Regions from separate parts of the Mus musculus genome. Here all the other regions are linked to region 3. A link is a contact called in public Hi-C, HiChIP or PLAC-seq and promoter capture Hi-C data. All regions are on one chromosome and are shown on one strand. Each heading gives the region's core, a stretch centred on a gene start, on an enhancer-like site or on the middle of the called end of the contact. The rest is flanking DNA. Distances are from core to core; before and after follow the strand shown. Region 1 holds the start of Pdxk (pyridoxal (pyridoxine, vitamin B6) kinase). Region 2 holds the start of Rrp1 (ribosomal RNA processing 1 homolog (S. cerevisiae)). Region 3 holds the start of Ube2g2 (ubiquitin-conjugating enzyme E2G 2). Region 4 holds the start of Trappc10 (trafficking protein particle complex 10). Region 5 holds the start of Syde1 (synapse defective 1, Rho GTPase, homolog 1 (C. elegans)). Region 6 holds the start of Pwp2 (PWP2 periodic tryptophan protein homolog (yeast)). Region 7 holds the start of Pcbp3 (poly(rC) binding protein 3).

What was found. Promoter capture Hi-C pulls out the DNA fragments that hold promoters and counts their contacts. Hi-C and Micro-C count contacts between places; a contact is called where the count stands out from the background. HiChIP or PLAC-seq counts read pairs in DNA pulled down with a chosen protein or histone mark. Capture Hi-C pulls out chosen DNA fragments and counts their contacts.
Region 1: a contact with region 3 is called in a promoter capture Hi-C map of adipose tissue, with 2.4 times the contacts expected there. The contact joins the promoter of Pdxk here to the promoter of Ube2g2 in region 3. A contact is called at or near these places in 1 of 39 promoter capture datasets (pre-B cells), 2 of 484 Hi-C or Micro-C datasets (CD4 T cells and CD8 T cells), 1 of 115 datasets of contacts at active chromatin or transcription factors (memory CD8 T cells) and 1 of 9 other capture datasets (adipose tissue).
Region 2: a contact with region 3 is called in a promoter capture Hi-C map of liver, with 2.7 times the contacts expected there. The contact joins the promoter of Rrp1 here to the promoter of Ube2g2 in region 3. A contact is called at or near these places in 2 of 39 promoter capture datasets (cranial neural crest and pre-B cells), 2 of 484 Hi-C or Micro-C datasets (CD4 T cells and erythroblasts), 4 of 115 datasets of contacts at active chromatin or transcription factors (bone marrow-derived dendritic cells, embryonic forebrain, memory CD8 T cells and 1 more) and 2 of 9 other capture datasets (adipose tissue and liver).
Region 4: a contact with region 3 is called in a promoter capture Hi-C map of liver, with 4 times the contacts expected there. The contact joins the promoter of Trappc10 here to the promoter of Ube2g2 in region 3. A contact is called at or near these places in 4 of 39 promoter capture datasets (hippocampal neurons, liver and pre-B cells) and 3 of 9 other capture datasets (adipose tissue, liver and macrophages).
Region 5: a contact with region 3 is called in an H3K27ac HiChIP or PLAC-seq map of thymic regulatory T cells, with 4 times the contacts expected there. The contact joins the promoter of Syde1 here to the promoter of Ube2g2 in region 3. A contact is called at or near these places in 1 of 39 promoter capture datasets (pre-B cells) and 1 of 115 datasets of contacts at active chromatin or transcription factors (thymic regulatory T cells).
Region 6: a contact with region 3 is called in a promoter capture Hi-C map of embryonic stem cells, with 2.6 times the contacts expected there. The contact joins the promoter of Pwp2 here to the promoter of Ube2g2 in region 3. A contact is called at or near these places in 11 of 39 promoter capture datasets (the 3T3-L1 cell line, 3T3-L1-derived adipocytes, the HPC-7 cell line and 7 more), 1 of 484 Hi-C or Micro-C datasets (LSK cells), 3 of 115 datasets of contacts at active chromatin or transcription factors (astrocytes, embryonic stem cells and pancreatic cancer cells) and 1 of 9 other capture datasets (adipose tissue).
Region 7: a contact with region 3 is called in a Hi-C map of CD4 T cells, with 4 times the contacts expected there. The contact joins the promoter of Pcbp3 here to the promoter of Ube2g2 in region 3. A contact is called at or near these places in 1 of 39 promoter capture datasets (pre-B cells) and 1 of 484 Hi-C or Micro-C datasets (CD4 T cells).

The regions. Positions count from the first base shown.
Region 1 is chr10:78,463,469-78,466,780 of GRCm38.p6, reverse strand. Pdxk (pyridoxal (pyridoxine, vitamin B6) kinase) reads left to right here and starts at 1,833. Exons shown (of 11, transcript NM_172134.2): 1 at 1,833-2,020. The coding sequence starts at 1,934.
Region 2 is chr10:78,411,783-78,414,740 of GRCm38.p6, reverse strand. It overlaps Rrp1 (ribosomal RNA processing 1 homolog (S. cerevisiae)), which reads left to right and starts at 1,698. Exons shown (of 13, transcript NM_010925.2): 1 at 1,698-1,921. The coding sequence starts at 1,789.
Region 3 is chr10:77,621,022-77,624,021 of GRCm38.p6, reverse strand. It overlaps Ube2g2 (ubiquitin-conjugating enzyme E2G 2), which reads right to left and starts at 1,701. Exons shown (of 6, transcript NM_019803.3): 1 at 1,606-1,701. The coding sequence starts at 1,648.
Region 4 is chr10:78,242,977-78,246,245 of GRCm38.p6, reverse strand. It overlaps Trappc10 (trafficking protein particle complex 10), which reads left to right and starts at 1,601. Exons shown (of 23, transcript NM_001081055.2): 1 at 1,601-1,810. The coding sequence starts at 1,744.
Region 5 is chr10:78,590,658-78,593,668 of GRCm38.p6, reverse strand. Syde1 (synapse defective 1, Rho GTPase, homolog 1 (C. elegans)) reads left to right here and starts at 1,705. Exons shown (of 8, transcript NM_027875.1): 1 at 1,705-1,867. The coding sequence starts at 1,780. It overlaps Gm30346 (a long non-coding RNA gene), which reads right to left and starts at 1,628. Exons shown (of 3, transcript XR_380602.2): 1 at 1,189-1,628.
Region 6 is chr10:78,183,497-78,186,437 of GRCm38.p6, reverse strand. It overlaps Pwp2 (PWP2 periodic tryptophan protein homolog (yeast)), which reads left to right and starts at 1,289. Exons shown (of 21, transcript NM_029546.2): 1 at 1,289-1,367; 2 at 2,268-2,380. The coding sequence starts at 1,350. It overlaps Trappc10 (trafficking protein particle complex 10), which reads left to right. Exons shown (of 23, transcript NM_001081055.2): 23 at 1-1,016.
Region 7 is chr10:76,960,487-76,963,529 of GRCm38.p6, reverse strand. Pcbp3 (poly(rC) binding protein 3) reads left to right here and starts at 1,583. Exons shown (of 16, transcript NM_021568.2): 1 at 1,583-1,782. It overlaps Gm35664 (a long non-coding RNA gene), which reads right to left and starts at 1,389. Exons shown (of 2, transcript XR_380584.1): 1 at 1,355-1,389; 2 at 928-1,154.

The DNA of each region.
Region 1 (3,312 bases), core at 584-3,083, 840 kb before region 3:
ACCAACTCCTCCTGCAAGTTGTCCTCTGACCTCCGCATGTGCACCGTGGCGTGTGTGTGCACCACTCGCACTTGAATTAAATACAAATGTAAATTTAAAACTTTTTGCCCGGGCACGGTGGCACACCCCTTTAATCTCAGTACTCAGGGGGTGAAGAGTGGTAGATCTGATTCTGAGACCAACTCAGAGTACATAGCAAGTTCGAGTCCAGCCAGGACTACATAGTGAGTCCTTGCCTAAACAAACAAACAAAAGAACAGAATTTATTTATTTATTGGGTTTTTATTTTTTGAGACAGGTTTTGTCTGTATAGCCCTAGTCGTCCTGAAACTCATTCTGTAGACCAGGCTATTCTCGAACTCAGAAATCTGCCTGCCTCTGCCTCCCAAGTGCTGGGATTAAAGGTGTGAGCCACCACTGCCTGGTTAGAACAGCATTTGTAACCTCAGCAATGAGGAATAGAAACAGGTAGATCCCAGGGGCTTCATAACCAGGAAGCCTAGACAAACTAAGAGAGAACTTCCGGGTCCTAGTAGGGTATCTAAGTAAATGAATACATAAAATAAATCCAAGGCAGTTCCAGGTGTGGTGGCATACACCTTTAATCCTGGCACTCAAGTTAGGTGGGTCTCTGAGTTCAAAGCCAGCTTGGCTTAGATAGTGAGCTGGATCAGGGAGAGAGACATCATGAGACCTTGTCTCAAAAAAGCTAAAGAAAAGCTCAAAGTGAATTGCCCCTCCCTAAGTATAACACCAGAGGTCTTCTATACACATACACAAACACAGAAATGCCGGGATTATAAATGTACACCATTGCTCCAGGCTAGCAAGATTCAGTTACAAGAAATGTTTAGCACATACATAGTATCCAGCAAACGTTACTATCAGCAAGCAATTAATTATTCCTCCAATGTACTTCCATTTAGTTGATTCCAGTCAAGCCTTCCTAACAACTTGGTTCTTCTTTACAGCTTTTCTGGTGCTGGGGCCTTGGTATGCACCCCACCAACGGAGCCTCAAAACCACTTCCTTTTTCTGATCTGTTCCCCAAGCAATGGGAATGTTCCTTTCTCTTCAGAGCAGATCTGGTCCCCAGTACTCTCTCTCACCAAGATAAAGCAAACTTGACATACTGGCCTGTGCCACTGATCTGTGACCCTGGTGTGTCCGTGACCACAGGAGTGCCAAGTGTAGGTCTGGAGATGGGACAGGAAGAGAGGTGCGCTTTCCCTAGGACTGAGAGGACTTGGTGGGTAGTGAAGAGGGGAAGACCAGTGCAGCCCCTTCAAATCTGTCCCCATGAGTGGCTCTAAGCAGACTTGAGCCTAGAGAAGATCTCTTATTATATTGAGAAGGGGCACGTGACTCCTGACTCAGGGTAGCCTGAGATCAGATGCCTGTGAGCCCTACTGGGTCTGGGATTCCACGCAGGCCGCGTGGCTGGAAAGGATCTCCTGATCTCTGAGGGTCTTCAGGCTCTGGAGCTCAGTGGAAACTCTTTGGACAGCAGCTCCGGAGTATGCCACCCATGGAGTGATCAGCGCCGCGGGCCAAGGAGGTGGAACAGTGTGTACTGAAAGTACCGTGCTGTGGAGTGTGATACAGGCGAACCCCCTGACGCACAGACAGATCTGCAAAAAGGGATGTGAGGCCACGTGATGGAGCACAGAGGAAGGAGCTCATGTGCTGGATTCCACAGGTCCCGTTGCCCGGAGGGGCGGGGCCTGCGTGAGGCACCGCCTTCAGCCCGCCCCTCGCCGCGCGGGACTCGCGGGTTAGCAGCCGGCCTGTTGAGGTCAGAGGAGGCGGGGAGCGCGTCCAAGCCTAGCGACTGCGCGTGCTTAAAGCGCTCGGAGCAGAATCCGAGCGAGCGGCCTGAGCAACCCCAGCCTGTGACACCACCTGGACCACGCGCCACTACAGCTTTCCCGGCATGGAGGGCGAATGCCGGGTGCTCTCCATCCAGAGCCATGTTGTCCGTGGCTACGTGGGTAACAGAGCGGCCATGTTCCCTCTGCAGGTATGCGCTCCACTGCTTATGTAACCGGGCCGGGCTGCTCACTTGCGGGTCTACGGGTTCGCTGCGTGGCCTTTTCCGACTAATGACCTTGGCCCCCTGTGGCCATCCTTTTGGGTCCCTATTGAGCGCTGGGCGCGCTGAGGGCAGATCCTGGCGCAGGCAGGCCGGGGGCGTGGACTACCCTGGGGAGCTTACAGCGGGGTGGTGCAGGTGGCACGAAGCCCCCTGCCCGGCTGTGGCGCACACGGTAGCGCCTGAGGGTCCCTGTTGCTTCCGTCTGCCTGACCAACAGTGGGCAGGGGCTTCCCGAAGCGTTAAAATGCTGAGCTGGGAGAATCCTTTCCTTTGGGAGCGCGGAGAGCCTCTTGGTAGACACATTGGCTAGTGATTGCTCGCTCTCTGCAGACATCCACGTTCTGCTTCTACCCATTCTATGAACTTGGACCAAGGAGGAAGCTGGGCCCACGCTTGGGTCTGAACACTCTTAGGGTGGTCTGTCACCCGCAGAGATGGGGCTGGAACTCTGCACCTCCCGCGTGCTTGCTTTTATTCCTAAAAGACAGCATAGTTTGCTGAGTTTGGCTTTGGAAGCAACCTGTTAGAAGGGCTGTAGCCTTTTCTTCCCAGATCCTATCTCCTGTGAGATGTGTGATGAATGAGGCTATCTCTGATCATTTCTGGCAGGTGGTGCTTCCTGCTTGTGACTGGTTGCCCTTGGAGGGAACCAGGTTGTCATGGGCATTAGAATAGGGGTCATAGGCAATATCAGCTGACTGGAGCTTCCTTGCCTGGCCGGTCCAGCAGGAAGATTGGGCTGGCCTGGGCAACCAGGTGGTGGCCTCTTGCAATGTATCTTTTTTGGCTGGTCACTGAGCAGGGTGGCAGGTCCCCGTTCCCCTTCCGCTCATGTCTAGCCATTAAACTGATTCCTGGGAGATGTTAGGGTGTAGCCTCTGGCTACCATGGACCTGAAAGAAGGACTTGGAAGGAAAACAGGTGGCTGGAACTGCATTTAAGGACAATAGAGGACTGTCCTGAATCAGGCTTGCTTGCCAGACAAATAGAGCAATTGATTGTTATTATACAGCATAGGAGATCAAAGTCTGTAGGCAAGGGCAGTTGCTGAGTGTTTGAGCGCCTGTTGGTTGATAAACAGTGCTTCACCCACACGGTCTAGTGTAGGCATTCTTGTTCTATCCAGAATGCACTGGTCTGGTGCTTCATGCTCTTTACCTTTGCTCTCTAGCTTAAGGGGCCAGGATTGGGGTAACAAGGTCATTGAAGTAAGACTG
Region 2 (2,958 bases), core at 449-2,948, 790 kb before region 3:
CCAGCCCCAATTAAGTGTTGTCCTTATAAGAGTTGCCTTTGGTCATGGTGTCTCTTCACAGCAATGGAAACCCTAACTAAGGCACTAATTACCATCTTTGTGCTTGAGACTTGTAGACTTAAAAAGCATCCATGACTGGATGTTTAGGACCAGATCCTCCTCCTCCTAGTTGGTACATAATAAACAACCTGAGGTTCCAAGTTGCAATGGTAGTGAGTGTCCCAATCAGAGTGCTCACACCTAAGCTGAGCCCACCTTTTCTGTCTGTGTGTCTGTCCTGTATTTCTTTACTTCTCCCAGTTGGGGTTTCAGTACTCAAGCCTAGCAGGACTTGGCATATACACATATGTATAGGTGGATATATTTACTGTGTGATGTGTAAGTAGAGTCTGACCATTAATATTAGTAGTTTAAGATAGCTTGCCTAGGGCTGGAGAGATGGCTCAGCGGTTAAGAGCACCGATTGGTCTTTCAGAGGTCCTGAGTTCAATTCCCAGCAACCACACAGTGGCTCACAACCATCTGTAATGGGATCTAATGCCCTCTTCTGGTGTGTCCGAAGACAGTAACTGCGTACTCATATAAATAAAACAACAGCAACAAGAGATAGCTTGCCTAAGTCAAAGAAACTGGGTTGACTTTAAAAAGCGTGGCCATAACATTGATGTAGTCTATCAAATTTTTTGTTATTCAGTAAATTCTGATGTTATAGAAAATACAGAATTGTCTATGTTCCTGTAATAGTGCTTAGACATGCCCTCTCCCACCCCAGTTGCTTATTCCTCTTCAGTCAGACTTTCAACAACCATCCCTCCCATTTTTTCCAGCATCTAGCTTTTCAAATACAGCCACCTTCCTTGCCTGACACTTTAATCCTGGGCTTAGCTGGCCTATGGTGTAGCAACGAACTGGCAATGTTATGGTACCACTAAGTCCAAACGTCCACTGGTCTTGGAAATTTCCCCCAGCAAGTCATCAGACTTCTGGTGGTCTTGGGCACACCAATGAAACCTGTAATTGTTTTGTATTCTAATTTGACATTTCAGCTCTTGGGCTATATGGAAAAATTTTCCCAATAGTGTCCCAAACGATTGTCACCACACATTTCATGAACCAGGGCACACTCAAGTTTTGCACACTCACTGTGCTTTCTATAGTGTATTTGCCTGCCTACCTTCATGATAGGTACCTGCACCCTGTCCCATAATCTGGATCCTGACAGCCTTCTTGCTTTTCTCTTTCCAGGAAAGTGGATGCTCTACAAGAGGCTTGGTGGGGTGGATTTCCCTGAGGACTAAGGTGTTAGGGATCAGGTAAAGTGTTTCGGGTAAAGCTCGTAGTTCTCGGCGTTGCAGGGTTCATGCACACACCCAACCTCCCCCCACCCACACCCCACACCCCAACATGGCTCAGGATGCTGAGCCAAGGGCAGCTCCACGCAGTCCTGCTAAGTGTTACAGTTGAGGACAAGCTGGGCCACATCACGATCTTCTTGTAATACAGCCACTCCTGCTGCAGTAAAGAGGAGGGCGAACCCAAGACAATGCTTTAACCTTTTCAAGAATCAGAGATGCCCTAGGCTTACACCAGACCATCCTCCTCCCTGCAGGGTGCAGTTGCGCCTCTCGGCCACTGAGAGGCGGTAGCGTACGCCAGCATCGTCCAGGACGTTTGACGTCTAGCTGGGTTGTGTCGCCTCAGTGTGACGTTCAGTGGTGACGAGCGCGTGTCGTCACTCGAGCGCCCCAGCGGAAGCGTCGAGTGCGTGGTCTCAGGGTTCTCCTCACCATGGTTCCCGGAGTGCCGCTCCCGCCGGAGATCCAGCTGGCGCAGCGCCTGGCGGGCAATGAACAGGTGACGCGGGACCGCGCGTTGCGGAAGCTGCGGAAGTACATCGAGGCCAGGTCGCAGCGGGCGACAGGTACGCGGGCGGGAGGGCAGGCGAGCTCCGCTGCGTGGGCCCCGCAGGATCCGGCCTTCGTCTGCTGTTCTACTGGCTTAGGCTGACCCGATCGGTCTGCCCGCTTTTCTTCCTTCTGTAGCTTGCTGGTGCTCTTCCGCCGGCCTTTACTGGTGTCCCGTGTTCTTAAAGGTGTGTTCTCGACACCCCGTTCCCAGGATGTCCTTTTGCAGAGCGGTTTCTGTGCTTCTGGTCCTCAGTGAGCGACCCCTTTCAGCAGCCTCCGCGTCTCTTGGATATCCCTCCGCAGATGCAAATTATAGATTCCCTGAGCAGTGGTTTGGCCGAGGTCACGGCTGTATGCTTTGGGAAGTGTCTCAAGGCAGTTTTCCACGCTCTAGTCAGAGAACCCCAGCTTGGGGAATGCGCTTCGCCAAATGGTGGCGATGTCCTTTGCTTTTGGATATCCCTCCGCGGATGCAAATTATAGATTCCCTGAGCGGTGGTTTGGCCGAGGTCATGGCTGTATGCTTTGGGAAGTGTCTCAGCGCAGTTTTTCACGCTCTAGTCAGAGCACCCCAACTTGGGGGATGCGCCTCGCTAAATGGTGGTGATGTCCTTTGCTAGCCGGAATGAATAACTTTCACCATTTAATCTCCGAAATGTCATAGTATAGCTACAGTTCCTTGGTCTGACACTGGCTTAATTAATCACTGCATTAACAATGGGCCATCTCCCGGTCCCGAAAGTGTTGGGTTTCTTTAACTCTATGGGACTGATACCTGCTTGCTGGTGCATGGAGTTACTGGAGGGTTGGGGGGAGGGGCTCCTCCAGGCACCGTTATGGCAGTTCTGTTGGAGAATGTTTTGAGGGCGGGGCTGGCTGCCCAATCATATTTTTTTAAGGTTTATTTATTTATTTAATGTATATGAGTACACTGTAGCTAGCTGTACAGATGGTTGTGAGCCTTCATGTGGTTGTTGGGAATTGAATTTAGGACCTCTGCTCGTTCCAGTTGGCCCCACTCACTGAGGTCAGCCCAGCTCGCTCAGTCCCT
Region 3 (3,000 bases), core at 452-2,951:
ACAGTCTAATCGTTTTATATCTGTTATTCAACTGCTATAAAAGAAAAACAAGGAGCCTGAAAAACAATAGGGATGAAGAGATGACTCATAGATTTTGTTGCTCTTGCAGAAGATCCAGGTTCTAGTTCAGCACCCACACAAAGACTCACAACCAGCTGTAACTCCAGTCCCTGGGGATCTGATGTCATCTTCTGACATCCACTGGCACAGGCACACATATGACACACTTACCTATGTGTAATCAAAATACTCATAAAAATACACATAAAAAACACATTAAAAAAAAGTTAGACAATGAACCACACTCAAGGTCATATCGCCTCTAAATCTACAGTACAATCAGGTATGCAAGAACACCTTCGCTCTAGCCCAACCTCGGATGTTCTAATTCAACCTGGATGTTCCTGTTGAATCTACCTAATACTAGAGTACATGGTCTTAAACAGAGGACAAACCTTTTATACCATAAAGGAAGAAAAACACTCAGTGGGACTTTTATTGAATTCACAAGGACACGGAAAAAACCTCCCTCCCTCCCTCGCTCCTCGTGCTTTGTACTGCTGGATGCATTTCCATCACTGCTGCCACAGGCTTAAACAATATCCATTGATGACCTCATGGTTTCCATGTGGGCTTGGGCCCAGCCGAGACAGCTGGTTGTTTCAGGGCTGCAACCCAAGTCCATTCAAGTCGCTGGCACAACTCAGTTCCGTATGGCTGTAACACTGGTCCCAGACTAGCTGTCAGCCTGGGGCCACCCTTAGCTCCCTGCCCTTTTTTTTCCTCTTCCAAGAAGCCACAGCAGGTGGAGTCCTTCTCCTCTGTGAACCCCCTGAGCCCCTCGCCAGCCTTCCTATTTTAGAGTTCCCTCTTTAACCAAATTCCTTCTCTCTCTCACACGGAGATGATTCACAACCTTAACTTCAAATTAAGTGACAATACGTTTTGTCTGACGTACGAGTAGAGGCTTTTTGTGGCGGATAAGTTTTTCTCTAATGTGAATACCCTTGGGTAGAAGTGGTCAAAACTTAAACCCCTGTCCCGGAGCTTAAATGCTGTTCCCTCTTTTTTAGATAAAGGGGATGTGTCTCAATCTAGACACAGAGCTGAAAAAGTAAAACAGAGAGAAAAACAGATCCGGATCCAAGGAAACTGTCCGGAGCCCGTGTCCGAGAAACTTTGGTTTTCCCCAGCAACTCGCACCTGCGGCGTGGCCGGGGGTTTGAGGCGTTATCTTGTTTATTTTTAACTTTCTCCCCCAACTCCCCTCGACGGCTCGACCACCTTACGGGGATTACCCGGTACTCGCCCCGCAGCATCAACTGTCGGGAGGGCAGATGCGCAGCACACAGGGGCTTAGGGACCAGACCCGGGTGGCAGGGCCACGGCGGCGCTGCCCCGGCCGGCTTCTGAGCCCAGGGCCAGCCCCGCTGCCGCTGGCTGGGGTGCGCAGGTGACGGCGACAGCCTGGCCTTTTATCCGCACGCGGAATCTCGCAGCCCGGCCCAGTACCCCCGCACCGCACCGCACCGAGCCGAGCCATGCCGGGCCACGCCGCGGGCGACTATGGGGAAGAGGACAGGAAGGCGGCGCCGCCTGACTCACGCTTATACTCGGCCATCAGCCTCTTCAACGCCGTCCCCGCCATACCGCGGAACCTGCGTTCAGCAGCCTCGCCACATCCGCGCCGGTCCCGCCCGCCCGCTCCGACGCCCACGACTGCTTCCGGGTCGCGGGCTCCGGGCGCAAATGCATCCGGGGCGCGCGCGGGTGACGTGGCGCACCCGGGTGCTTCAGACAGGCTCGCTGGGGTTCGCCTCGCGCTCCCCGGGTAATGGCCCGGGTCGACGGAGCTCGGCTTCCAGAATCTTCTCGGCCGGCCACACCCTCAGCATTGAAGGTTTCCTACGCCGCCGTGAGGCTTTGCGCAGCTCGCCCTGCGGCCCTTTAGTCTTGAAAAATAGTGCGAGAGCTAATGGCTCATCATGGATTGTTCCTGAATGAGACTCATGTCCTTGCGCTTGGGCTCGCCCCTCAGAAGTGGCTGTCCAGATCGTGAAACTTTCCCCTTGTAGGCATGAATGTCCTAGAACTCATTATTTAGCCCAGGCCGGCCTCGAATTCACAGAGATGCCACCTGCCTACCTCTGTCTCCCAAGTGCCACTACACCTGGTTTTTGAGGCCCAGGTGATTTGAGATGACACTTCTAGCAAGAGAAAGAGTACCTTGGTTTCACAAAGGAAGGATAAAGTTCCCGGGCCATATCCCATCCTCTCTGGCCAAAAAAACTCAGACTCTGCCAAGTAAGCTGTACTTCCTCATCATACGGAACTGCCAGATAGATGCTTGGTATTTTCTTAGGTGCACCACTGCCTTCGCTAAGTGGACATGAGGGATACAGCTCGGGACGTGGCTCTCCGAAAAAAGGGGCTTTCAGGACTAGGTGTAGGGACAAAGAGAAAGTTCCTGCTGGGACCCTGAGTATAAGAAGCTGAACTCAAAAGATTTGAGGCATTAGATTCATCACATTTGTCGTTTTAAAAAAGAATATTAAGGGGGCTGAAGAGATGGCTCAGCGGTTAAGAGCACTGACTGCTCTTCTGGAGGTCCTGAGTTCAAATCCCAACAACCACATGGTGGCTCACAACCATTTGTCACGAGATCTAATTCCCTCTTCTGGTGTCTGAAGACAGCTACAGTGTACTTACATACAATAAATAAATCTTTTAAAAAAATATATTAGAGCCAGGCAGTGGTGGTGCACACCTTTAATCCCAGCACTTGGGAGGCAGAGGCAGGCCGATTTCTGAGTTCGAGACCAGCCTGGTCAACTGAGTGAGTTCCAGGACAGCCAGGGCTACACAGAGAAACCCTATCTTGAGAAAGAAAAAAAATATTAGGATGCTACTCCAATTACATGTAAGGTTAAAAAAAAAAAAAATCCCACACGCATAACCCTCCCAAGCATGCCCCACCCACAAGTCAAAAGGAGGCCTCGA
Region 4 (3,269 bases), core at 352-2,851, 620 kb before region 3:
TATGACTTTTTATGTTCTGCAACTATAAAGCTTCAAGTGCTTCCATGTGGGATCACGAAACCTGGGGTTACCCACTCAGGAGGCCTCAGAGGATTCCTCAAAATCCTTGTCCCCTGGGTGGCGGGCACTCAAATTTGGCTCCGAAGCACACCATCTCTTATTCCATTTGAGGTGAGAGCTTCGTTCTTTGTGCTGACATCTCACAAACGCTTAGCTGGATGGGGTGAAAAACCTTTGGCACGTCCACGGAGGCTTTGGACCCCTATTCTTGCTTTGCTGTGCTCTCTCTAGGCCAGTGGTTCTGAACCTTTCTAATGCTGTGACCCTCCTAAATAAAAAATAAATATTAAGTAAATAAAAATAAAATATTAAATAATGAATAAAAATTAAATAAATAAACTAAAAATTAAATAAATAAAAATAAAAATATTAGAGAAAAATATTAAATAAACAAAATAAATATATTAAAGAAGTAAAAATAAAATTATTACATAAATAAAAATAGTTTGTTACTACTTCATAAACTGTAATTTTGCTACTGTTATGGGTCATAATGTAAATATTTTTTTTGGAGCTAGAGGTTTGCCAAAAGGCTCGGGACCCACAGGTTGAGAACCCCTGTGCCTGGCAGTCTCCACCTGCTTCAACTGCCCTAATCAGTTGCCTGAAAGCCCAAACCAACATGCTCCCCAACAGTCAAGTCATGCTCAGACATTCCATTTGCACACTGAATCCCATTTGCAAAAGCTCCCATAGACCTGCTTTACTTGCGCCGAGTTCAGTTCAAAGCAATATTTGATTTTGCGACATTCACAATACCTAGCGGCTTCAAAGCAGTACCAGCTATAGGTGACCAGTACTGATGAAGGTGGGACATAGGGAGCATTCTGGGAGCCAAGGGAAAGAGTGCTGAAGGCTGACGCAGGTGGAAACGACCTATGTGGTGGTTCATACGAGTAAAACCACCTAATCAACCAATCAAACAAAAACCTCACAAAACCAGAAAGGACAGTGGGAAGCTGGCGTGCCAGCGGGTGCACATGGAGTTGTACGGGGTGGGTGGAACACTTTCGATCTTGCCTCGCTTTGAGTCAGCACACTTGGCAAGTCCGTGTTAACAGGCAAGCAGAGACTCAGCTTGGCACTGCACAGTTGAGCTCGCCCAGATGTAAAAACCGACCCAAGGCATCCTGCAGAAGCCGGAAAGGAGGAAGCTCCCTCGGAGATAACGGGAATTCCGCCAGACGTGACGTGGGGGCACACAGGGTAGAAGCGAGGATGAGGGTAAGGGAGCATCTGCAGGTGCGAAGCCGAGGAGAATCCAGTTTAGACAGGTCTGATGAGACCAAGCAAGGGTCACCAAGCTTGGGCATTGAGAAGGTGGGGTCAAGGAGCTCAGGCACGTGCGCCGCCCTCTGTCCTCTGCAGCTGCCTGAGAACCGAGGCAGAGGCGGCTCCCGCTATTGACAGCTACAGCGGCCCCGCCCTGCACCGCCGGGCGGCCCGGCACGCGGCCTTTTTCGTAGGAGGGCATTCGGCGGCGAGGCCCGCCCCTTTAAGTCGCGCGCCCCGGAAGTGGTCACGCGGCGGCGCCGGGGCCGGAAGTGGACGCGGCCGGCGGCGGCGGGCGGCCGGCTAGGAGCTGCCGGGGGCCGGCGGCGAGGAGGCGCGGGCTCAGCGGGCCCCGCGCTGCCTCGGGTGCCCATGGCGGGCGGGGGGCCGGGCCGGTGACGCCGGACGCCCATGGACGCCCCTGAGGAGCCACAGCCACCGGTGGTCTACACCATGGAGAACAAGCCCATCGTCACCTGTAAGTGCGGCGGGGCGGGCGGGCGGGGGGCGCGGCCGGGCTTGGCAGCTCCCATCTACGCGGACACAGCCGACCTCCGACCTTTCCGCGGGTGACCTCCGACCCGCTGTGCAGCCGACGCCAAGCTTTGGGTCCTGACCTGGGCGGTCTCCGGAGCAGCTCGTTCTGTACTGTCAGTGCTGCTAGGGATCGGGCCGGCCTTCCCCGTGGGTCGGCTCTCCTGCGCGCTGACCGCAGTCCGGTGGGCAGGCCCAGCTCTCCGCAGAGCGCAGGTGCTCTTCCTCTAGTGACTGTCAAGCCGGAGTGGCAGGTGGCCGGCCAGGCTTAGGAAGGAACCCAGCTCTGTCTGGTCCAATCATCCTGTGCTTATAGGCACTTTCCAGAGCTGCTCCACCAGCGAGTTCCCGCTCGGACATCCCCTTCCGCACTTGTTCCTTCTCCCACTGAATGCACACACACACACACACACACACACACACACACTCACACACAAAGATTGGTTTCTCTGCTACAGAAAAAGAAAACCCTCATTTTAAAGCATAATTTCAGAACGGAGTAGTTTTGCAAACTATGGACTCATGGGAAGTGTGGACGGGTTGGTTAACATTTTGACAGCTTTGCGGTGCTGTCTCTCAAAGGACAGGTGTGATACGTGGCTGTTGGCAGTTCAGTATGTGCTTGACCTTATGAATTTACTTTTTTCTAAACAGGAAGCATATTTGCAAAACCTGGTGCTAGGCCCCAGGGTTCCCAAGGTCTCCAGCACACCCTGCTCTGTTTTCTCCTTTGGGCCCTTGGATACATGGGCTCCTCCCAGTTCCTTCCTGTAACCGCATAGACATTTCATATTTAAAGACTTACATCTCTTTATTGCTAGATTAACTTTCTCAGGGATATGGATGTGTCTCCCATAAAGTTGGGAGACTTGCATAGTTCAGCAGTTAGTTGTGTGTGTTTTGTTTTTTTTTTTTTTTCTTCCCAGAATGCTTGGCAACTGAGAGGCTTGCCAAACCTCACCTGCAGGCAGGTGGACCGATGTGGCAGAGCTGGTCTGGAGGCTGCCCCGCCCTGCCCGGGTGCTCCTTGATCCCCTCAGGGAAGTTGCACCCTGTTCATGGTTGGATTCAATGTGTTCCAGGTCCTGAGAACTTTCCCCCAGTACTGTGCACAGTAGGAATTCTGGATGAGTACTTAGAACCCACAGGGACACCCACTTACTTGACTGCATCTCCCGACCCTTAGCTTTGAACATTGGCATCTTCATTGCCATAGACATTTTATCAGCATCCTGCTGAAGGTAAAGTTGCAAGCTCAGCGGCATCGGCTGTGGCTAAGGAGAAAGGGTTAATTACTCTGGTAGCTAGTACTTGGAAATGTGTGCTATTTAATGTCTTACCTTCCTGTGTGCAGGACAGCTGCAGGGTGCCTTCCTGTAGGCCTGTTGGAGTTTGGGTGTTGG
Region 5 (3,011 bases), core at 456-2,955, 970 kb before region 3:
GCATCTGTATCTGTTCCTGTCTGTCCACCTGTTTGGTATGAGCTCTGTATGTGTGTGGGGGGGGGGAGAGAGAGGGGGGGGGAAGTGTTTTACTCTATATGGATTGAACAGCACATAATGGGATACTTTACAGAAGTCTTTAACAGAGTTTTACAAGGGATTAAATTGCTAGCTCCATCTGTCTCTAATTGACACAGATAACAAGCATCACTGTTTATCAACTAATTTCTGTAAATGGATACTTTCGACGTTTTTTTGGTAGAAAGTTGCTTCTGCTTCTGCAAGTGTTGCTTTCGTGTGCATTATCTGAGTGAGGGGCCGGGAAGAGTACCTAATCTAAGAGTCCAGGTATGCATTACATTATAGGTTGTAAGAAGTTGATTGCATGGGAAATCCAAAACAAGTAGAGTTGATTGCTACATTGTTCTCTTACTCAATGAGTACATAGGAGGCTAGCAGTCGTGGGTGACTTCCAGGTGTGGTATTATCTCTGGCTGTAAGGTCTAGCAAAAGTTCCAGTCTCTTAGAATGTACTAGATCTTTTCAAACTATTGCAGCACCACAGTTTCTCCTCCCACATGTGCCTGGATAAGCAAAGCTGGGCAGGTCTTCCTTCTACTCATCTGCACTCTTAACTTTTAGACGCCTGCATACCCACCAATTACCACAAAACTACTGAACTGGGAGGAAGCCAAGGACACAGAGGTGTCCACATAGGTGCTTAGTCCACTATCCCAGTGGAGGTCCAGCCTGTGTCTGGCACCAGTTAAGAGACCTGAACTTTAGTTGTGCCACAGTTCATGTGTTGAAAGTTTAGTCCTCTATGTGGCCCTGTTAATAGGCTAGTCATGGTGAAAGGAGCCTATCGGCGGGAGTTGGCCTTCAGAAGACGGTTCTGTGAGACCAAATTAGCAGTTAAAAGTGCTTGTTTCCCAGCCGTTTCTGGGCACCCACACACACACCCCGATCCATGTGCCATACACACAGAAGCACACACATATTCATAATAAAAAGTAAACTTAAGTTGTAAGAATCAGCCCAAACCTAAGATTTTTTTTTCTCTTCCTGTCTTAAGGAGTGCTGCTAGGACATCAACATGAACTCAGTCTACTTTAGAAAGTTGTCCAGCCTCCGGTATTTCAGTACTAAATAAAAAATAATAATACAACCTCCGATTTCACCACTTACTTTCGAGATACACCTATCCTTGCTGTGTTCTCGACTGAGTAGAGATCAGCAGACTGCATCGTCTATATCGCGTCCATGTTCCTGACAGTGAGCATCCCGGCTGTCTGAAACCACTAAGCTTGAGGGTCAATAAGCAGCAATAGTAACTTGAGTTGGGGGCATTTGGGGTTCCCAAGGAAAGATCGTGGTCGAGGTACTGGGTGATGTGGGGATGGATGGACGGACAGGAGGAAAGACATGAGCTGATGTGTGCCTTGGATGCGGTTTGGGGGAGCCGACAGAATGTGCTGCATGCCATCACACAAGGAGGATGGTTATGGGGGGCCCAGCCTATGCCATGACATTCATAGTTGAAGAGTTAGATCAGCCCAGCACCCCATCATGTCCCCTCCCGGCCCCAGGCGACTACATCTCCCAGCATCGCCTGCTCGGGCCGCGGGAAAGGAAAAGAAAAAAAAAAAAAAAAAGTTAAGGCCAAGCATTCCCGGAATGCGCTTCCTGCTGGAGCGGGCCGGTGGGGGGGGGGGGGTAGGCGGGCGGGGCGGGCGGCCGCAGCCCCGGGGCGCGCACTCGGCCGGCCGCGGCCCAAGCATGGCCGAGCCGCTGCTCAGGAAGACCTTCTCCCGCCTGCGGGGTCGTGAGAAACTTCCTCGAAAAAAGTCAGAAGCCAAGGACCGCGGTGAGTGCGGGGACTCTCGGAAAGTAAGAGAAGGGAGCCCCACTCAGCCTCAGATCCCCAGGTCCCCGGTAGGGTACGCAGCGGGACCTAGTGGGTAAGCCGGGAGCGAGCCCTGATGCAAGAGAGGAATATGCACCGGATCTTTGTAAGGCTGGGGGGCTGGGGCGGGGGGCACGGACCGTTATGTGCAGCTGGCCTGAGATGCCAGCCCCAGGGATCCTTGCAAGGCCCCGCAGGGGGGCCTCACCCCTGACAGGAAATGGGGCCTCGAAGGGGCGCCCAGAGAGTGGCGGGGCAGGGGCGGGAGGTGAGGACAGCTGTGTGGCATCGACATGGCTGGGTGGTGGGCACCTCTCCTGGGTACACACTCCTGTACTAAAGAGAGGTCGTGCGGGGTTATATTTATTATTGCAGTCTTTTCCCCAATTCCATGCCACCATCGCTCCAGAGGCTGCAGCCGCACCTACTGTGGCCAGCCCCAAGAAACCGTCCTGTTTATTAAGACAGAGAAACTGAGGCACGTGGTTGTTGGGTGATTTGTCCCGGGCCTGTGAACTGACTTTAAACAATCCTCTGGACTATGCTACTGATGACAGAGACCTGAAACAGAGGGCCAAAGGGTGGAAATAGAAGATCCTTAAATCTGGGGGTCCACAGACAGCAAGAATGAAATGGAAAGGAACGAAAGCTGTATGGGTAGGGGGCTTCGGAAGGAAGCAGTTAAAGGAGGGAGGCCACTATACCAAGGACCTGACTCTTCCTCCCGGGCCGTTCCCAGGGCATCCCAAGGGTCCCAGGGCCAGAGAAGGGATCCGGGTGCCCACACATAAACACACACAGGAAATCGACCATGATGTCAGAGAAAGTAGAGCCAAGATAAGGGGGGCGGGGTAACGGGGCACTGACTGTAGAAATCTGGCTTGGGCTGAGGGGCAAGATCCAAGAGAACTTGTGGGCAGGATTTGGGAAATGGGAAAAGGGTGCTGAATGAAAAAGAAACCAGCGTTCCCTGCCCTGCCTTCCCAGCAGCAGCTACTAGGGCCTTGAGCAGGGCTACAGATCCTATTGTCTAAAGTTGCTTCTCACACTGAGCTCCAAGCTGGAAGGGGGTCGAGAAGAGAATATGATAATACTGAATCTCCTC
Region 6 (2,941 bases), core at 40-2,539, 560 kb before region 3:
AGATCCCATTACGGATGGTTGTGAGCCACCATGTGGTTGCTGGGATTTGAACTCAGGACCTTCAGAAGAGTACTCAGTGCTCTTAACTGCTAAGCCATCTCTCCAGCCCCAGGGTATTTGCTTTTAACTCAGCCAGTAAATAAAGGATAGTACGACGCCCACAACACACCACCACCAAGTGGTTTTCATTTGCAGGAATTGGAGGAATGCTTAAAGAAAATAAACACTGGGGCTGGAGAGATGGCTCAGTGGTTAAGAGCATTGGCTGCTCTACCAGAGGTCCTGAGTTCAAATCCCAGCAACCACATGGTGGCTCATAACCATATGTAATGGGATCTGATGCCCTCTTCTAGTGTGTCTGAAGACAGTGGCAGTGTACTCACATAAACCTTAAAAAAAAAAAAAACAAAAAAAAAACAAACATTTATTTAAAACCCTCTGAAAACCTATTTTATGTGCAGTTTAAAACTAATAAACTTGGGGAGCTGGGTATGCAAATTAGAACTTGGTACTTACTGAATGTCTACAGCCCTCTGAACTCTGTTTTCGGTAAACCTTTGACAGTTGGCCTGCAGATGTCAAGTCCATGTGTGGGGAGGTCTTTGAGACTTGATCCTGGCAGAAAAGCTTCCACCCGGCACTGCTAGCCTCCCGCATCCGTGTGTAGTCCTTTAGAGTGGAGTCTGGCTCTTGAGTTCACCGCCCACCCCCTGAGTTTCATATTTCTGAGTTCTCTACGGTTTTCTAATTATATATATTAAGAATAAAACAAAGGGGAGATCTAAAATGTTGGTAGTTCTGTTATTTCTCATGAAGACACCTTTCTCTGTAAGAGAGTTGGCAGCTCTTGTTCTCTGGGATGGGGTCTAGGAAAGGTGACGGCCGCACCTTGACACTGCAGGCGTTGGTTCCATTTTCACAGTGTTCTGTAACATAATGTCAGAGTAAGGCCGCTGTACTAAGATCGTTTAAAGTGTAAGCATTAAAATTCTAAAAATACACGTTTTAAGAAGAAACTCCGTTTGAACTTGGGTTTTTGTTTTTGTTTTGCACGGTTACAGGCGAGTGTGTGACGATTTGCTCGCTTTCTCAGCTCCGGACTGGGCTCTGCATGGAGACCTAGAACTTAGCTCCATTCTCCACCGTCCTAGCGGTCTCAGCTAGTTCACCGCTACGCAGCGCCTGCGTAGAGGCAGGGTGGTGGCGGGAGTGGGGGTGAGGGAGGGACGGGCGGGGCTTCCCAGGACACTAGGGTTGCGGCTCCGCCCCGGAAGTGCGCGTTTTAAGCGCCGGAGATTGTTTGTATTCCGGAAGTGGTTGCAGTACGGTACCCCACGTGTGGTTCCAGGATGAAATTCGCTTACCGGGTGAGCGGCGGGCCGGGCAGGGGCAACGGGAGGGCGATGGAAGGTTCCGAGGACGCGGGAGAGACCGAGGTCGTTGTCATCTCGGCTGCCTGTGGGAAGCACTAGTGGGTCGACCCATCGCAATCTATTGCTCCTGGTTTATACCAGGAGCTCCGGGCTCCTACCCAACAGGTCTCGGGCTGTACCCAGCCCTGTCCAAACTCCTCTTGCCAGACAACACAGCAATAGCTGCTGAAAGGCTCTTAACAACAAACTTCAAGCAACACCCAGCTCTCTACAGGGCCGCCAGTTCTTGGAGCAGTCTCGACAGCGCTCCTCTGCTGATCATACCTCTTAGGAGCCTAGCTCTGCCTGGTGTTATCTCGTTGCATAGCTGCCCACCTACACCCCAGATCGACTCCTGCCTTAGTTAGCCCAGGCAATCCCAGTAAGCAACTACCCTACTGCTCTGCTGGGCTTTGCAGTGTTTGGACATCTGTCCAATTGCCTATGTGCCGTTTCTATGTGGACATAGAACACAAGGCTCGGGTCTCTACACCCAGCTGTGTCTGCTGGATGGAGATGCTTGCCTTTGATAACTGAATGGATACACCGGGGCACTGATACTTAGCACGGTGGGCGTGGTGAGCATCTCCTGCAGCCCTGTTCACTGAAGCAGCTTCTCTTAGAATGGAGATCCTGTGCCCTTCTGTGCCTGGCAAATGCTTCCTGTCTTGGGAGTATAGTACCATTCAAGGGAACCCTGGGCTCCTGAGAATTAAGTTGGGTTCCTCCTCTGCCCAGGGGCAGGACACACCTATGGTCAGGTACTTTACTACCTATGCCCAGATGCCTCTCATCACCATTTCAGAGAGCTGACGCTGTGTTCTCTGTGTTAAAACTGATTCATTTCCTTTGCAGTTCTCGAATTTGTTGGGTACGGTTTATCGGTGTGGAAACTTAAATTTCACACATGATGGAAATTCTGTTATCAGCCCCGTGGGAAATAGAGTCACTGTGTTTGACCTTAAGAAGTAAGTATGGGGAGACAATGTTAGCAGGGACGTTATCCTCCGTGTGAAGGCTAGCCATCCTCTTTGTGGCTTGCAGGACTACTGGATTTAGGAGGACACAGGTCATGGTAGAGTTGCCTGCTGAGGTCCTCGTTTTTCATTCTAGTATCTAGAACACCAGCATTACTCTTAAAGGGAAAGGAAAAGTCATGTGCCTTTTGGCTGTTGGCTAGCAAGTAGGGGTGGTGGCAGATAGGAAGGTTATCTCAAAAGGTGAGCACTTACTGTGGGGGGAGGGGCGGCTCTAAGGGCCCCAGGACAGGTGGTTTGGAGAGTTCAGGCTGTCTTGGGTCCTTGCTCAACAGCCCTGATGGTTCCCACCTTCCCTGCTGAGATTAGGCTTAGCTTTGCTTGTCCCAACAAATGTGCTGTGGCTCCTTTTCTGACTAGGAATGACTCAGCACTTGACTGTCTGAACGTCTGTAGGCTGATCCCCTCTAGCCTGGGCAAGACCCTCCAGTTCTTCTGGCCACTGTGCTCCCATTAGCTTCAGTTAGCTGGCTAGTCCTAGACCTCCGTTAC
Region 7 (3,043 bases), core at 334-2,833, 660 kb after region 3:
CAGGTAAAGGTTCGTGATTTGCTGCAGCTGCACTTAGCTGCTGGGTAAGGCTTTTGACAGCTCCTGCTTGCCCGGACCCAGGCCCTTTCTTTTCAGAGGTTGTCATTGAATCACACAGGTTATGTTTGAAGACAAATAAGAGCACACTCCTTTCTGACTCATCGATCCCAAGTGACTACTGTATATGTCTGCTACAGGGGACCAGGACTTTTCCCTTCAGAGTGGATTCCAGGACATCATACTCACAGGACTCTGGGCATTCCCAAGAGCTACTTGGTTACTATGGTGAGGTTTCAGACCTACGGAGTCTTCCTGACTCTACCATAGAGATCGTGATTGTAACAGGTGGAGGGATGAGGGGACAGAGCTATGTATACACCCCTTTGCATGTATGATATATCGTTATTGGCACCGAAGTGAGTCATTGGTGGGTTTGAGGCTCAGGGCGGGATGAGTTTTGTCATCTCAGCTAGAATGTCACCCTCAACCCACTTCTCTGCTCACCCGTCTGTTCATATGACAACAAAGAAGCAACTCTGTTTCCCAGAGATGCTTCTCGAAAGTCTGGAGGTAAACATGTGGATCACTCTCTCCACCTATGAAGGGCAAAGCTTGATTTCCAAGTCCAAAGAGGCCTTCTCTGGCTGGTTCAGGTTGCTTCAGGAAGCCAGGAAGGATGACCCTGGGCTCCTGGGTATCTAGGTACTGATGGAAGGCAGAGTTCCCAGGACTCGCAGCTTCTATCAGTACTGGAATTACAAGTTGGCCTGGTTCCTTTACCTTCGTGGTGTGCAGAAAGGAATAAGCCTAAGCTAATAGAGAGCAATCAGATGAAGGAAGTTTAGTCCGATGAAAACGATAGTTAATTGACACAAAATAGAGCAGGACACCTCTGAGGAAAGGTGCACAAAAGATAACAACAACAACAACAACAACATGACATGTTTTCCCACAGCCACTACCACAGCCAGTTCTTCCATCGGCTTTGAATCGCTTGTGGACAGGTGTGCAGGCCCAGAACCTAAACACAAGTTCTACAGTCTGGGCTGTGTTGGCTTTCAAAGGCTTCCAAGCAGAGAGGGGCACCCGCGAAGGGCTGCGGTCAACGGATCAGGCCCACATAGTCGCGAAGGCTGTGGGTCCAACTGACCTCCCTAGAATATCAGCGCGTGCGAGACTGGGTGTCTGCAGTCTCCCGCTAGCTGCGTGTGCCAAACACTTGCAGAGGATGCAGGCCCCGCAGCCATCTCACAACCAAGCATCCACTCCCTTCCCTCTAGCCTTCTGGAGGCCCCGCCCCAGGCCCGGCCCTGGCCCCGCCCCGTACTGTCCCCGCCCCCGCCAGTTGACTAACCTTTCCAGAAGCCCCGCCTCCTCCCAGCCCCAGAGTGGGGCCCCGCCCAACCCTAACCGCCCTTCGACGCTAAACGGCTTCTAGCCGGAGAGCTTTCCGTGCCCTGATTGGCTGTGATGGTCACCGTTTCGCAGCTCCATTGGCTCCCGGCGCCCGCTTTCTCAGGCCCTGCCCTTGAGCGGGGGCGGGGCCAGAGGCGGCGGGCTGCGCAGGAGTGGCTGGTTGCACGGAGGGGGCGGGTCCTCGCCGCGCGCAGTGCTTCGGCCAGAGCTCGAGGCGCTGCTTACCGTCGCCTGAGCTAGGAGACGCCGCGGCCGCCGCTGGGTCGCATCGGGCTTCGCGTCGCGCCGTGTACGCCTCCTCTGCCCCACCCGACCGGCAGCATAGGCTCTACCTGGTCCGCGGCCTCCCTGTCCGCGGCGGGGCAGGTGAGTGAGTGGCGGCGGGTTGAAGTGTGTGTGGGGGGGTCCAGCGCGGAGGTAGCTCGCATGCCGCGTCCCAGGCCGGCCGAGACCCCTCCAAAGGCCAGAGGACCGGACAGTTCGCAGTCAGAAAACTTCATTCGAGCTGGGGTGTTGGGGATCCTGGGGGAAGGGTTGAGGTTGGCGATCTCAGTACTAGGGCCGGGATCCTAGGCTGAGGCGAGGGTCCCAAGCTGAGGCGAGGATTCCAGGCTGAGGTGAGGGTCCCAGGCTGAGGGCGGAGGTCCTGGGAGAGAATAGGGGGTACCAGGTTGAGGGCGGGGGTCCCGGGCTGAAGGTAGGGGTCCCAGGCCAAGACCAAGGTCCTAGGCTGAGGGCGGGGATCTAGGACTGAGTACCGAGCTCTGAGGGCTCAAGGCTGAGGTTCCAGGGCTTAGTGCAGAGTCCCAGGCTTAAAGCAGGGTGGGGGTATCCCAGGCCAAAGCGATGGTCGGAGGACTGAAGATGGGAATCCCAGAGGCATGTGTATCAGGCTGAGCAAAGGGTCAAGGGAAGCAGCTTCCCAGGCTGTGACCGGGGTCCTAGGCTGAGGCAGGAATTACTTAGAGAGAGGGAGAAAGAGGTGGGTGGGTGGGTGGGGAAGTGTGGGGCCGAGGGTCGGGCTCCCGGAATAGAGTAGTTCTTGATAGCCCCTTGGGCTTGGAGCTGGGGCCAGAACAGGGTCCTAGACAGAAGTTTCCAGTGAGGGGCTCACTCTCCAGCTCTGCATGGTCTTGCCTGTTCTTGGATTCAGGCACGGCCTAGGGTCCTTGTGAAAGTCTGACGGTAACTGGCCCTGGCCTACGTCGGGGGTCGGGGTAGAGCCACTCAGGAAAACCCAGGCCTCTTTACTCCCTCCCTAAATTCAGAAGTTGTTAGTGGGCACATTACGCTGCAGGCTTTCGGGTCAACACACAATAGCTGTGATCTCACTGGGACTTGCAAGGCTTAGACGGATGTCTTGTGATTGAGACGAGCTGGGGAGGAAAAAAAAAGGAAGCCCAGAGGATGGATGTGGGGCGAGGGCAGGGTGCGGCCTTTTCTCCTCTCCCCTCCACCGTGGTCTTCTGTTTTCTTCTTTCCTCTCAGTTCTCCTCAGGTTTTCCCCGCACCATTCATTAGAGCCTGAACAGGTAGACTAGACAGGCGCCGGTTCTCAATCTCTCTCTCTCTCTCTCTCTCTCTCTCTCTCTCTCTCTCTCTCTCTCTCTCTCTCTCTCTGATGGCC